2 separate regions of the Ovis aries genome follow, and region 2 is linked to region 1. Evidence: chromatin contacts called from public Hi-C data. All regions are on one chromosome and are shown on one strand. The core of a region is the stretch at or near the end of the contact, and the rest is flanking DNA. Distances in the headings are between cores, read along the strand shown. Region 1 overlaps MYH10 (myosin heavy chain 10). Region 2 holds the start of CCDC42 (coiled-coil domain containing 42).

The links. A called contact is a pair of places that touch in the nucleus more often than the background predicts.
Region 2: a Hi-C map of liver shows a contact between it and region 1, with 6 times the contacts expected there. The contact joins the promoter of CCDC42 here to the enhancer-like site in region 1. A contact is called at or near these places in 12 of 16 Hi-C or Micro-C datasets (blood, hypothalamus, liver and 6 more).

Annotation. Positions count from the first base shown.
Region 1 is chr11:27,979,728-27,984,507 of ARS-UI_Ramb_v3.0, reverse strand. It overlaps MYH10 (myosin heavy chain 10), which reads left to right. Exons shown (of 44, transcript XM_060394825.1): 4 at 2,898-3,054. Among named protein-coding and RNA genes, the nearest start is that of MYH10, 54 kb to the left of the region's middle. Within about 2 kb of position 1,652, at least 15 of the 54 cell types and tissues checked have an H3K27ac peak or open chromatin away from gene starts, as enhancers often do. A contact at or near this core is called in liver, where this site is marked.
Region 2 is chr11:28,086,378-28,091,596 of ARS-UI_Ramb_v3.0, reverse strand. It overlaps CCDC42 (coiled-coil domain containing 42), which reads left to right and starts at 2,020. Exons shown (of 7, transcript XM_015098642.4): 1 at 2,020-2,179; 2 at 2,408-2,513; 3 at 2,793-2,897; 4 at 3,488-3,685. The coding sequence starts at 2,097.

The DNA.
Region 1 (4,780 bases), core at 403-2,902:
TTTAAAAAAAATTTATTTATTTATTTTTGACCATGCCATGTGGCATGTGGGATCTTAGTTCCTCAACCAGGGATCGAACCTGTGCTCCCTGCGTTGGGAGTGCTGAGTCTTAATCACTGGCCACCAGGGAGGTGCCCCGCTGCTGCATTTTTGTCTTGCTTTTCTCTACTGCAGGCCTGTTACTGTGCCTGGAGACACCTCCACCCTCTGCTTCCCACCTCTTGCCTCTTCAGGCTCTCTTCCATGTGGTGCCAGATTTATACTGTGTGAGGAATGCCTCTTCCCTTCCATCACTCTTCTCCCCTGAGCCCCGGATACCTCATCACCTGGGGAGGACAGAATCTCAGTGCTGCCGTTTGCCTGTCTAGGCTCTTCCCTCTCACCTTCCACAGAGCAGACCATTGTCAGCTGCGCTGCCCTTCACTCTGCCCCGGATGTACCCTCCCAGGCTATACGTTCTTACTGTTTTAATAGGAATTCCTTTATCCTTTGTTTTGACCTGTTTGTCTTTAAAAAGAACATCAGCGACCCTCTGGACCTGGAATTTGCACCTGGTTTTACTGTTTCTGATGAGGTGGCCATCGGCTTGTTGTTTGTTCTGCTCCAGAGTTTTCTCTACTGCAAAGACTTGTGCATCTTTTTCTTTTTGTATCATTCTCTTTTTAATACCTTATGTTGTGTCTTGTTTAATGTATCTTTTTTGTGTTCATCCCTAGTGTGCTTAAAGGTGCTTAACATCTTGCGTGTGTATTCAAACAGTAATGAAGGCTACTTTGAACTTGAGGCCTCCAGAGAGATGATTTTAACATCCCCATCACTCTTCTTCCATGTAACTTGGGGAAGACCAAGTGCAGTGATCAGTTAATGCAGGAGCCCAGCATTTGAGCTAATTTTGGGATAGAAGTTTAGCTCTTTAAGCACCTCAGTTTATTATCTTCACTTAAACCTCTGTCACTGCTCCTTTTTGGCAAGCATAGAATACTGATGATTATTCCATCTTGTTTTTTGATGACTTCATCATATTTGTGAGACTTACTCATCTGTAATCCTAGTTCTCAGAAAAGCCTCTACCACATGGTAACACACAGGCTGGCATGATTTCTGATTACAGATGTCATTGTTAGGATCTGTTAGCATTACTGTACATGCTATGGGGTGTTAAACTGAATTTGCACATTTTAAATTCCTTTGAGTTCTTGTTGTTCTCATTTTGGGCTAGTATGCAATTATTTGCCTCTTACAAATGAAAGTACAGTGTAACTTCATGATAGAGATATCTCATTTTTTAATAAAAAAGTAGATGCTTATATATTACAGTTCATTGAGATGTAGTTCTGATTTGTCAAATTTACTGTGTGTAAATGAAACGCAATAAAAAAATTTTAATGTTAAGATTGCCTCTTAGTTTTCTCGCCCTTAATAAAATCTGTTTTTAATCATCTCTTGTTTCCTTTTTGTCCTGTGGGTGGCAGAGAGAGGCTGGGCTAGTCAGACTAGAGACCCGTTGTTGGTAGAAGGTCGGTGGAGGGTGTCAGGGTACTGGGTGCAAGGCCGAGAGCCAGCCCCACATCTCAGAGTGTGATGCTGGACGTGAGAAAGCCAGCGGCTGCAGACCCAGCGGTCAGCTAGGGAGGGGCAGGTAATTACTGTGGCCTCGGGCAAACAGGGAGGGTGTCCATCTGGTCAGTTTAGAAGTCAGGCCAAATCGGTGAGCTCAGGCAGGGCCCTTGCTTGCCTTTGTTTTAGTCCCAAGCACTAATCTAGGTAGGAAGTGCATTCCATCTTCTGTTGGGAGGGAAGCAAAGATAAAGAACAGCTAGAGAGGTGGTTCTGATCACTTCAACTTTTTTTTTTTTTTCCAGCAGCCTTTCCTTTGAGCACCATTAACTGCTGCGTTCAGAGCAGCATGGTCTGGACAGTGCCCCCTGGTGGCCACTGTCAAGGGTTTCAGCCTTTCTAAACAGCCGATGCTTAAAAGCCCCTCCGTGCTTCATGAGGGGACGAGCATCATCGGTCTTCAGCCTTTTCTAGGGTCCTCTCACCTTTAGACTTAGAATCACCCAAAATAAAGGGTCTGGTTTCCAGTGCAGCTGAGGTGCGTTCAGCCCCGCCAGGACCAGAGAGTCTGGCAGCAGTCCTAACCACTCTTATTTTTCCATTATTCCCAGAGTCAGTTCTCAGAAATCACTCTGTGTGAATTTTAAAAAAATTAAAGGCAAAAATGCTCCTACTGTTAATTCTGAGTAATGATTACCCTACTGATAGGAGGGTTTTTATCTTCCTAAGACTTGTGACTCTTAAAAATTATTGAGGACCTCCAAAGAGCTGTTTATGTGGATTATTTTTAATGATATTTACTGTGTTTAGAAATTAAATATTTTAAATGTTTATTACCTCATTTAAAATTAAACCTGTAACAAGTTGACATAAATTATTTTTATGAAAAAAATCTATATTTTCCAAAAAATATCATTGATATTATACCCAAATTTGACCATGAGTATTTCCTTAAAGATGAATTGCAGTGTGGAACCTGAAACCACCGTGATGGACTTTTCATACCTTGTACACTTTCGAGAGAATGAATTTGAAAAAGCAAATGACATGCAGTTTGAATAATGACCCTGTAAAGTGATGAAGCATTTATTATTATTTCCATTTGACAGATGAGGGAATTGAATCGAAGGAAGTACCGTTTAGCAATCGCATCTGTGGGAGAACCGCTTGTGGTTTGGAATTGCCTGTTACGGGCTAGATTTAATTTCAGGGATAGATTAATTATGCAAATGATAAAGATCCCCTGTTCACATTACTGTGTGGTTTGTCTCCTGATTGGACCCCACCTGATACATGGGGTTACAGTCTTTAACACTGTATCTTATTTTTATCTGTTCTAGACCTATTCTGGACTCTTCTGTGTAGTCATAAATCCTTACAAGAACCTTCCAATTTACTCTGAGAATATTATTGAAATGTACAGAGGGAAGAAGCGTCATGAGATGCCTCCACACATCTACGCTATATCAGAATCTGCTTACAGATGCATGCTTCAAGGTAACTGGAAATGATGTTTACAATGCTGAATACTCAGAATTTCTTAAATGTGACCTGGGTTTTTGTTTTTGTTTTTTTAATGTCTCAGCCTTGTCTTTTTTTTTTTTTTTTTAATTATTTTTTGTCTGTGCTGGGTCTTCACGGCTGCACAGGCTTCTCTCTAGTTGTGGCGGGTGGGGGCTACTCTGCGTTGCAGTGCGTGGGCTGCTTTTTGCAGTGGCTCCTCCTGTTGCAGAGCATAGGCTCCAGGTTTGCGGGCTTCAGGAGCACTCAGGCTCAGTAGTTGCAGTTCCCGAGCTCTAGAGTACAGGCTTAGTAGTTGTGGTACGCAGGCTTAGTTGCTCAGCACGTGGGATCTTCCCAGACCAGGGATCGAGCCCAGATCTCCTGCATTGGTAGATGGAAGCCCTGTCTCCATCTTCTCTACAGAGGGCTTTAAGTGTTTTGTTTTGTTTTTTTTTCTTTTAAAGATTAAAAGAAAAGTAATAGATGTTTATTGTAGAAAACTTGTGAATTCTTAAGGTTAGACTGGGTAATACGGCTGTTTTCTATAAGCAGCCGGTAAGTATGCTTGTTGCTTCATAAATACATCATGTTAGTTTTTATGTTTAAAAGCATCTAGTTTTCATATATTTTTGAACTTGACCATAAGCCAATATAATCAAAACTCTACGGCTCTCAAGAGCCAAGAAAGAAGTGATAGTTTTGAAAAAGTTGACCAGAGCTGAAGAAAGACTTGAGTCTTGAGACTGAGAGGGTTCACCAAGTCCCAGGCAGGGATCCTGAAAGGAGACCCGTGCTGGGTCTCACGTAGCATGGTGTGGACAGGGCACAGTCACGTGATCCCTATGGAGTCAATGGGCTCAGACTTCTCACTTGCAGTCCTGTGTGTTAGAAGCTGAACCCAGCAATTCTGAGGCCTGTGCCTGGTACATAACCATGCGAGGGGCCCAAAGACTACTGATACCCCGGGCTTCCTGGGGTGTCACCCCTCCTCCTTGGACCCTGACGCCCCTCATGGCCATCCACCCCAGCAAGCTTCCGTTCAGTAGCAGCCCTCACGGCCACCGACCTGTTGACCTAGACACACCTAAAGGCAAGCTCTGCTGTAACAGTAGTTGCAGGAGCCACCGTGAATATCCAAGATCTGAGAGTCTGCTGTCTCCCTGGAGTCTTAGAATGAAGCCCACATCTCCTTGGTCCTCAGTTTCCCAGCCGCAACGTTGTTTCCGTACAGCTCTCTCTTCATTTTGCCTTACTCCCACTCTGTGATGGGCACACCTCCCTACCTACTCAGTGTCTGCCTTGAATGCTTTCTTTCCCTCCGGGCTTTAACTGAAACCTGGCTTTACCCTGCAGTGGCTGCTGCTCTCAGACCCTGTGCACTGGGAGGCAAGGGCACTGTCTTTACTCCCAGGGCGTCTGCTGGGCCGTTCGTTAACTGCTCTTCACCCCTTGAAAATGCTGCCCCTCCTCTGCCTGCCCTCATCGCTGTAGCATCTTTCTTCTGGGGCCCCCTCCTCCCTCCTCCTTGCCTCATTATTTGGTTGGTCTGACCCCCGACATGTCATTTCTTCTCTGCCTCAAGGCCTGACATAACCCTGTGGTACTTCTTAGTTTCTCGTTAACAGCCACCTCCTTGGTCTCGCAGATCCTTAATCTTCTTCTCTTCTCACTTATGCTGCTGACACCCTAGACTTTGCCACCTTCTGAAATGATCTTATTT
Region 2 (5,219 bases), core at 771-3,270, 110 kb before region 1:
TAGATATGTTTTCCTCCAGATATTGTCCCCCTCTCCCTTTTCAAAAAGATCATTGTCTCAGAAGGAGGATGGAACAGAACAGAAAACAAAATATTATGCCTAGATTGGTTTCCAACCACCTAAATCCATCAGCTTTTCCTAGATGCCTCAGAGGCAAATATCAAGATGGAAAAGTGGGGAGTGAGGGGGTGGTAAGAAAGCTGGGCTCACCCAGGGAAGGAAGAAGAGGGGAGGTCAGAGAAAGTACAGATTTCTATGAACCCCAGACAGCACTGCGTCTTCGCCCACATCTCGGGGAAAGGTGGCAAGACCCCAGAAAGGGATGGTGGTGGGTGACGGGGGGATGAAGATTCTCGCAACTTCTGAGCAAGGTACAGAAGCAGCAGGAAGAGCTACACAGGCATGTTCATGGCAGGATATGATGCGTTAGCTGCTGCCTATATGCACCAGTTTGGCCCTGGACCGCCAGATTTGTAGATGCAACCCAGGATGTTGTCAATATACCACGGCAAGCAGGTGATTCGAGAAACAGAGAGCCTCCTCCTCAAGGACTGGCATTACATACCCTCGAGGCGGAAAAGGAGGGAAACCCCCGATTGACTGTGCCAGACTCTAGGAGTTAAGGAGAGAAACATACTCCCTCGAAGCACTTAAAATCCTTACTGGTGCCCTTGTTACCCAGCTGGCTCTGTTTCTTGGGGTAGTTCCCGGTGGAGAACCATCTCCGGTGGAGGGGCTTAGGCGGGAGTGGGATGGTTGAAGGAGTGGGTGTGTTCTGCGTGGGGTAGGGGCTGTCATTGCTGGCTCAGGAGGGGAGGCTAGGGGGTGAGAATAGGAGAGGGCGGAGTGGGCGGCGCTCCCCACCACGTCTCCTCCTCCTCCTCCCCCCAGGCCAGGATTGAGGGCGGGCTCGGGTGGCAGCAGGGGGCGCCAGAGGACCGTCAATGCCACGGAGTGGACTCGCCGCCCCGCTCGAGACCCGGTCCCACCCGAGCTCCACCTCCCAGACGTGTAGGGCAGGCGACCGGCGAGGGTTGGGGAAGCAGAGGGAACCGGGCGAAGCTCGGGAGCCTGTGGCCGGCCGTTACCTCTGGGCAGGGACCCCAGGGTGTCTGCCTCACACACAGGGTCTCAGATTTAGATGGGGACCTAGGGGCAAATGAGCTGATGCACCATCCCGTGATGGGATCAAGGAAGGCAGGCTTCATGAAGCAGACATGTACACTATCTGACATTTATGTCAACATTTATGTGACATTTATGTCGCATTTTGGCATTTCTTCATATTTTGCCAGCCTCAAGACAGGACATTGGTATCTTACCCTTCAAAGAGGCCTCCTCCAAGGCTTCCTCCATCTTTCCAGGGGGCAGCCTCTGTAGTCCCCAGACTTCTTGCCCATCTCCCTCCTCCCCTGGCTGACCCTCCAGCCCCCACCCACCCCTCAACACACACACCCCTGCACGTTCTTCCCCCATCTTTCAGGCCTCCTCCAAGCCCTATGCTTCTCTGTCCACCCCCATCCCTGCCTAAACTCAGCACCTCCCTTCAGTTCTTAACCATCCGTCTCAGCCCCAGCCCCGCCCCCCCCCCTCTCTCTCTCACACACACACACACACACACACACAGAGGCCCCAGGAGTAAGGCTGCCCTGCATAAAGTCACCTCTAACAAACCCCCACCCTCATCAGCCATGGATGCCTAGCCCTTGCGTCCCGGCCCTGAACACCAGCATCAAATCAGGCCTAACTTCTTCCCAGAGCTCCTGGGGGAGTAAATGCAGGGGCAGAGGGTCAGACCCCAGCAAGTGGGGTCAGTGGGGACAGGGGTCAGAGGGCAAAGCCTCAGTTCTGCCTGCGGTTCACAGAACCCGGAGACCTGTTGCTAGGTAACCAGGTCCCCAGCCCCTTCCCAGCACATCCTGAACTGCACATCGGCAGCCTCCAGCCATCTTCCCTGAGTCTCTCAAACACCCGCCCTCTGTGGGATCCTCAAGAGCAGAAGGAGGGGAGAAGCAAATCCAGTCACCACCCCTGAGCTGCACGACCCCCGTTTCACTGTGAAGACTTGGCCGCTGGGCCACTAGCTCACCACCGCCATGAGTCTGGGCATCATGGAGGAGGAGGACCTGGCCGAGTACTTCCGGCTGCAGTATGGGGAGCGGCTGCTGCAGCTGCTACAGTGAGTGTTGGAGGGCCCTCCTGTCCCCAGCACCCCAAACCACCCAGGCACCGATCACACCCATTCCCTGGCCCCAGCACAGCCCTCTCTCCCTCTCAGTACACCAGCCGTTTCGCTCAGATGAGTGCTTTCCCTCCCCACGAGTGCCTGTCTCCACGGGTTCCTCCCAGTCCCTGCCTGCCCCTGGGGCTCAGCGTCTGCTGTCCTTCTTGCCTGTGTCTTGGGTAGGAAGTTCCCCAGTATTGAGAACCAGTCGGACTCTCCATCCGTCCGGCTACTGGAGAAGAAGAAGGAGGCCAAGATTATGCACCATGCCATGGAGCAGAAGAAGGAGGTGGGCAGCTCAGGGTGAGGGATGGGAAGGGCCCACCCCTTCCCAGGGAGAGCCTGAGGACAGCCCTCCATTTTGTGGGCGGTGGTGGCTAGAGTCAGGCAACCTGGTGATGGTCCAGTGTTTCCTCTGCAGAGCACAGGAGAGATCTGAGACTCAGGGAACCAGAGTCCTGGGATGTTCTGCGCTGAACCAGACATCCCCTGTCCCAGGGGATGCTGGAGACTTCCTCGGTTCCCACTCAGGGGCCCTCCCGCCCTCCCTGCTTCCCCCCACCCCTAGACGTTTCAGCGCAGAATGGAAACCCTGAACCTGCGCTGGGAGGAACTGGGCATCAAGGAGGCCCAGCTGAAAGCCCACATACAGAAGTTTGAGCAGTTCATCCAGGTACCAAGGGGCGTGGCCTGCTGCAGCCTGGGTACCACACTCTGCAGTTGTCCCTCCTCCCCCACCCCCGCACCTCCCACCTTCTCCTGGATTCTGTTGACTCCTCACCCTGGGTGGGAGGTCTCCTGGGTGCTCACCAATGCCTGGAGCTTCCCCCTTTGTGACCCCCTCCTCTTGCCCCGTTTGTCATTTTCTGCCTGTTAGTCTCCACTCCTCTAGGCTGCTCTTCCCCATTTCCTTGCCTGTTGTTGGTATGGACAGTTTATCCAGTGACTGAGCGAATGGGGGATGACGAATGAATGAACGTGTCACGCTCAGGGCCAGACGCCGGGCGTTACAGAGGTGAATCGTGCCCCCAGTTCACCTGACCCCTCCAGGCACTGGAGTCCACTCTGAGACAATCACAGAAATCCCCTCAACCAGCCACATAACCCTGAGACATGCTTCTCCTTACACCTCGCCCCCATTCTGGCAGCCCGGCCACCCCCGTCCATTCTCAGGGGGGACAGAAGCTTCGTGGGGGCCTCACCAGCCTGGGCCCCAGGGAGGGCAGGGCCCGTGCCTGACTGGCATCACCTCCCCGCCCCCAGGAGAACGACCAGAAACGGATCCGGGCCCTAAAGAAGGCCAATAAAGAGCGAGAGCTAAAGAGGCAGCGCATGCGCGAGCTGGCCAAGGCCAAGCAGGAGATGGCCGTCCTGCGACTGGAGCACCAGCGGCTGAGCGCCAAGCTGCAGGAGTACTCCATCTTCAACAAGTACCTGGAGAAGGTGGTGGAGAACTCCGAGGTGTGTGGAGGGCTGGGGGGCGGGCGTCTGCAGCCCTACCGCCTCGTCCCCAGGGGCCTGGGCTGGGGACCCTCTGCTCTGGGGAGAGGTCTCCAGCCGAGGAGGGCAGCTGGCAGAGGGCCCTGGTGAGACTGGACTCATTTCTCAAGGGCGAGGGCCTGGTTGTGCATCTCTGTGTGCGTGACGTCTGTGGGCCTGCCTCCGTGTGGGTCCCAGGTTAGGGGTTTTGCTTAGAAGCACCAGCAACCAGCTCTGCCTGCCTCTGTCTGATGTGGTCCACACTCTCCCTGCTTCCCGTCCTCTCTGGTGTTTTTGGTTCACGTTGAGAGTACATGGGGAGAGGGAGGGAAAGAGACTGGAACACACCAGCCTCGTGCAGAGCTGGGCACTTAGCGTATGCTGGGCCCTGGGCTGCGTGCTGCAAGTGGAAACCTTGCTCAGTCTGCTCGCTAGGCCCCAGAGAAAAGCCATCATCTCACCCTGTTATGAGGAGGAATTGGAGGCTCAGAGAGGTTACGTAACCTGCTCAGGGATGCACAGCTTGTAGGTGGCAGAGCCTTTGTTTCTAACTACCCCTCTGTAGGCCACTGACCACGGCTTTTTTGTCAAGGTGCCTTGTTGCCAGAGCTAAGGGAACTGCCCAGCTCTCTGCCCACCCACGCTTCCTGCAGCATTTGACACTGTTGATGCTCCTTTCTGAAATATTCCTGTGCCCGTTCCTATGGGGCTCCTCCCTCTTCTTCCTACCTTCTGGTCCTTCCTCCTCAGGCTCCTCTTCCTTAAGTTCCTTGGGTCTTTGTCCCAGACCCTCCATTTTTCTCCTGAGCAATTCCCTGGGCCTCTGATATATGTCACCCATGTCAACAGCCATCCACCTGTGTCCCCCACGCCCACGTGTGACAGCAGCAGGGCCCCTCACCAGGATGGAACGAGGTATGAGGTGTGCCTTCTGGGGTGTAAGTCTGAGTCCATGTCCTCTAGGGGGGTTCAGGGATACAAAGCACACACATCTTTTTTAAAAGTCCTGGAAATTTCCATATAGAACCACTTACCTAGTTTATTTATACGTGAGCCCCAACTCTGTGTTATTTCCTGCATTCTCACGTATGAGAAATTGTTCATTTAACAGTTGGTTTTTCTGGGGGTCAGGGGGAGTGAGGCAAGACTACTACATTAAAGCAGTAGATAGATTACAAGACATGACTCAGATTTAGAGCTGGTAAACTGTGTCTTAGGACCAAGGAGATTGGTCGGGATCTTGCTGGCCCATATTGCCCTCCTAAGCTCAGGCCCCTACATCTAATTCAGAGTCCCTAACTGCTTCTTGGCATCCCCAGGCCAGCCTGCTGCTGGTGGGTCCTTTGCTGCTGAATGGCATGACCACCCACCCACAGCCTCACCAGAACCCAGACTTCACCCTTGACTCCTCCTCCCTCAATCCCTGCAGCCCGTCAATCAGCAGATCTGGTCTATTCTCCTAAGTATTTCTGGAATCCAGCCCCTGCCCCTTCCTCATTCAGACCACTGGATGTAC